Linked DNA regions of Arabidopsis thaliana: region 1 is linked to region 2. A link is a contact called in public capture Hi-C data. All regions are on one chromosome and are shown on one strand. The core of a region is the stretch at or near the end of the contact, and the rest is flanking DNA. Distances in the headings are between cores, read along the strand shown. Region 1 holds the start of AT2G27420 (Cysteine proteinases superfamily protein). Region 2 holds the start of AT2G26800 (Aldolase superfamily protein).

Region 1 (2,700 bases), core at 161-2,660, 290 kb before region 2:
CATAATTCCCAATGATACGTGAAATAGTAGAACATGAAGGTTGTGATTGGTGTGTAGATATATAGAGTTAAAAAAAGTTGACAAGTAAAAAAGTAAAGTTAGCGCGAAATTTTTTCTCATGTTTTAAAAGTAGGTGAAACGTTTCGTTTTATTGTTTTTGACTTTTTCCCTATTTTAAGAGTAAATGAGTTGAAAAATATTTTCAGCTATTATTATTCTGATTGGCTAAATTTTGGTGGGAATGGGTAGAATTTTTTCTTTTGCTTTTTTTTTCTTTTGCGCTATTTGTGAAACAGCCAAAATTAACAAAGCAAAAACTTAAAAATCAATCAAAAGAATTTAAAGCCTTAATGCCGAGATTCGAGACAAGGGCCACTTGCCTTAGGGAGTTACTTCAACCATTTACAGCAATAACATTATCTACATAACAATAACTTTGCAAGTTGTAATTGTAAGAGAGTAGAGCCACTTGAAAAAATCAGTTATTGCATTATGGAGTTACATGATAGGATTTGACCAGACACAACAGCAAAAGCAAAAATGGATTTTTAAATTATTTTCTATGAAAAAATTCAATTTCACAATTTATATTGATTCGATTACGAAATATTGTTGTTTGCTTGTTCACGTTGTCGAAGGCATGGTATAACGGAATACTAATAAAATAGAATAGACCAACTTGGTCAAATACTAAAAAGAAAGCCTCGTTGACGCAGAAACGAAAAAAATGAATAAAAAGAACACAAAAAGTAAACAAAAATTACTCGTCCAATTATTTGCTAGAATTTGATACCAATCTCTGTATTATTTCCGATTGTTTTGGTTCTATTCGAAGATCGTATAATATGAATTATTCGTGGACACTCACACACTCATCTCGACTATTTAGGGAGATAAGATTTGTGAGACCAGCGTATTTAGATAATTTAAAATACATTTATTTGTTTGGAACCAATACATATTCGCTTTTTAATATTTGTGATTTCCTTTGCTTCTACCTGATTTTATATTTTAACAATTGCTGCCTTGGCTCGTGTGGTCTGCGAATGCACTAAGAGTACAACGTGTGACGTGTACAATGTTCGAGCAAGGCACAGGTAGAGAGATAAATATAGACCACAAAACCAAAGCAAAAAAAAAAAAAATCAAGAATGGCTTTGTACCATAAGCTTAGTTTTCAAAACGGTATATCATGCGAACCTCCCAAACTTTAACCAGCCAATACAAACGAATTCTCACCGAGTTAAAACTTGACCATTAACTTTGAGTGAAGGCTGAAGCATATAAAAACTGGCAAATAGAATCTAACATCAATAATGTTGCAATTTGTTTTTTCCCATGTCATTTGGTCCCACTTCCTTAGTATATTTAAACCACACACTCAACATCGCACCACACACTTCACTCACAATTTCTTATATAAGACCATTTTGGCATACCCGCTTCTTGGCAAACCAAGTAACAAAAACCAAAACATTTGTATTATAAGAGTATTTTTATTGATACTATTTTTAAATTGTGCCCATACATATTACCTATAGGGAATGGCGTCAACTATCATCTTCATTCTAACTATTTTTTTAAGTTACAGAACTTCGCTAGCTACATCTCGTGGTAGCCTTTTTGAAGCTTCTGCCATTGAGAAACATGAGCAATGGATGGCTCGATTCAATCGCGTTTACTCTGACGAAACCGAGAAAAGAAATCGGTTTAATATCTTCAAGAAGAATTTGGAGTTCGTCCAGAACTTCAACATGAATAATAAAATCACGTACAAGGTTGATATCAACGAGTTCTCTGATCTTACGGACGAAGAATTTCGGGCGACACACACTGGACTAGTTGTGCCCGAGGCTATAACCAGAATTTCAACTCTGTCTTCGGGCAAAAACACGGTGCCGTTTAGATATGGTAATGTTAGTGATAATGGCGAGAGCATGGATTGGAGACAAGAGGGGGCTGTTACACCCGTTAAGTATCAAGGCCGATGTGGTAATTATTTAAGCTTTGTTTTTTATAACAATCTGCATTATTTGGGCTTGACGTCACTATGTTGATTCTTTTTTTTTGGATTTTAATTTTTGTTCCTTAACAAAAAACAAAAGAATAGAGAGATACATTGTTTTAAACATGAATTTTTTGAAAACGGAATAGGAGGATGCTGGGCGTTTTCCGCGGTGGCGGCAGTGGAAGGCATTACAAAGATTACTAAAGGCGAGCTTGTATCGCTATCGGAGCAACAACTCTTAGACTGCGACAGAGACTACAATCAAGGATGTCGTGGAGGGATAATGTCGAAAGCTTTCGAGTACATAATCAAAAACCAAGGCATCACTACTGAGGATAACTATCCATACCAAGAATCACAACAAACTTGTAGTTCATCAACTACCCTATCATCGTCTTTTCGTGCAGCCACAATCAGCGGATATGAGACCGTTCCAATGAATAATGAGGAAGCGTTGCTACAAGCAGTGTCTCAACAGCCTGTTTCTGTGGGGATAGAAGGGACAGGGGCCGCGTTTAGGCACTACTCGGGAGGGGTATTCAACGGAGAATGTGGGACGGATTTGCATCATGCGGTTACAATTGTTGGTTATGGAATGAGTGAAGAAGGGACTAAGTATTGGGTGGTGAAGAATTCTTGGGGGGAAACTTGGGGAGAAAATGGTTACATGAGGATCAAGAGAGACGTGGATG
Region 2 (2,700 bases), core at 188-2,687:
CATTGCTATTTGACAGTGTTGAGCAGCTTCTGCGGATCAGGGGACAAGGAAACTGCAAATTCATACTAGCATACGTATCACGGGCTAGACAGTAAGTTTGTCAGCTAAAACTTTTGCATTTTTCTCATATAAGTATAACTGCAAGTTTCATACGAGTCAGAGAATAAACTATCTGAAACGTTATTTCAGGATGGATTCTGCAATCTTGAGAGAAGGCGCTCAGCACGGGATGCTGATGAATGAAGTTTCTGGGACTCGGTGTACCGTAGGAAACTTGGAAGGGGTCATATATGAAATCACACTTCAAAAGAAGAGAGGAATTGTGTTCGAGTAACTTAGTTCCTTTGATACCTCAGAATTTTGTAACATTATTTTTATGTTATTTAGATGCATACATTTTTGGTGAAACGTTTACTAAAGTTACAGTTCAAAAAGTATACAATGACATTTGTGGATGCTTTGAAGTGAATCCACATTGTTAGCTGAAAAACTGTTGCAACTATCATATCTCCTTTATGATAGTTGTCATGTCCAATTTCTTGACTTCACCTACTTATCAGTTTTCATGTATATCATTCTTTTTGTTTTCCACATCAATGGATCATCTTTATCCTGCGTGACTTTAAAAGTAAATATTTTTCAGTCTTATTTTATCTTCTATATTATTTTTCAGTTTTTTTTTTTTATCTTTTACATTATTTTTCAGTCTTATTATATCTTCTATATTATTTTCATTCTTATTTTTCTTTTGTCGGTATTTTCATTCTTATTTTATATTCTAAATCATTTTTCAGTCTTATTTTATTTTCCCTATTATTTTTCAGTCTTGTTTTATATTCTACAGTATTTTCAGTCTTATTTTATCTTCTTTGTCATTTTCAGTCTTTTTTATCTTCCATATTATTTTCAGTCTTATTGTATCTTCCATATTATTTTCAGTCTTATTTTATTTATCTCTTACATTATTTTTCAGTCTTATTTTATCTGAAAGTGTCATTTAGGTAGGTGCAGACTGAAGATATTGGGACTTTAGTTGATATTCGAAAAAAAAAGATATTGGGACTTAAGTTTGCAAAGTTTTACTACTATAGTAATATCGTAAGTACGTAAAAGATATATTTTACTAATGTTTTAACAAATCGTTTAATATCATAAAATAAAATAACCATGTTATTTATTTTTGGGGAAAGTATTTAATAAAAATACACCACATAATTTCTATTCCCACAAAAAAATACACGATCTATTTTTTCGTAACAAGAAATATAGGCTTTTTTTTTTACTCATTTTAGTATTTAAAGTTTAAACCAATATTATTTATTTAAAACAAGGACTACCACACACCACTTGGTTAGGGTCAATTTTATTCAAATAAATTTCCACCATATAATAACTTAAGTTACACTATACAGTTTACTCAATTAAAAATTTGTTGTCCAATCAGTAAAGAAGGAAAGAAAAAAAACATGTTATAAATTGATTGAGGTCTAAATTAAATGTTGGTCATCTTCCAACTCCAAAAGGACCCCTCCCAACCAGAATTAGTGGAGATAAACTTGACGCGTCCCTTCTTCATTCTCCGTCTTCTTCACGTCACCGGAAAAACGACGAATCTCATTGCCTGAGATTCTTCATCGGAATTAAACCTCCGGAGGAATTAATCACGGTAAATTTCAGACTCTTCGTTATCTCTTACGCTGATCGAATTCAATAGAATGTTAGGGCTGATCACAAAGAGCGATGATTTTTGCAGCACGATTCTGTTCTAATCGGAGAACATTTTTCCTAATTTTGTGAAATTCATGTTGAATTTATTGATTTTCCGGATAATTAGTAGAGAATCGATTTTGGAATTTGAATGATAATTTGTGGTATATTTGAACATATTTTTTGAGCAATGGACCTGACCATTTTCTCCAGAGAACTCAAACTATTGCTGAAAAATGCAATGGAATGGGGTGAGACGAGCCCATTCTATATGGTGCAAGAGATTAACAAACAACACTCATTTGCATCATCCTTCTATTCCAGTCTCACATTTTTTCACCATGTCGAGTTTGGAGGAGCCGCTAAGCTTTGACAAGTTGCCAAGTATGAGCACTATGGATAGGATTCAGAGATTTTCTTCCGGTGCTTGTCGCCCCAGGGATGATGTCGGTATGGGACACCGTTGGATTGAAGGAAGAGATTGCACTACCTCTAACAGTTGCATGTGAGTTTGAAAATATATATCAATCTTTGTTTTCCTTTCATATGACAACTTTTTGTTTCTTATGCTCTTGAAATGTATGTTAACTTACAGTGATGATGATAAAAGCTTTGCTAAAGAGTCATTCCCGTGGAGAAGGCATACTCGGAAATTATCTGAAGGAGAGCATATGTTTAGGAATATTTCGTTTGCTGGAAGGACTTCTACTGTTTCTGGGACTTTAAGGGAATCCAAAAGTTTTAAGGAGCAGAAGTATAGCACATTTAGCAATGAGAATGGCACGTCGCATATAAGTAATAAGGTAATTGTCTCGATGGAGGAAAGTAGTTTTTGACCTCTATATAAAACATATCCACAGATACCTCGTTCCCCGTCTATGTAGGATAGTTTTGTATAATGATTCATCTTTTTCATTTCTGTTTAAAATTTCCCACTACAACCACCATTTTTTTTTCTCTCTTATTCTGTTTTTTTTCTGTTTGGAATTTAGA

The links. Capture Hi-C pulls out chosen DNA fragments and counts their contacts.
Region 1: a capture Hi-C map of seedling shows a contact between it and region 2, with 2.3 times the contacts expected there. The contact joins the promoter of AT2G27420 here to the promoter of AT2G26800 in region 2.

What each region holds. Positions count from the first base shown.
Region 1 is chr2:11,726,364-11,729,063 of TAIR10.1, reverse strand. It overlaps AT2G27420 (Cysteine proteinases superfamily protein), which reads left to right and starts at 1,410. Exons shown (of 2, transcript NM_128302.3): 1 at 1,410-1,992; 2 at 2,155-2,700. The coding sequence starts at 1,545.
Region 2 is chr2:11,431,534-11,434,233 of TAIR10.1, reverse strand. AT2G26800 (Aldolase superfamily protein) reads left to right here and starts at 1,437. Exons shown (of 9, transcript NM_179756.4): 1 at 1,437-1,666; 2 at 2,032-2,212; 3 at 2,303-2,510; 4 at 2,700. The coding sequence starts at 2,049. AT2G26810 (Putative methyltransferase family protein) reads left to right here. Exons shown (of 7, transcript NM_001336088.1): 6 at 1-91; 7 at 190-572.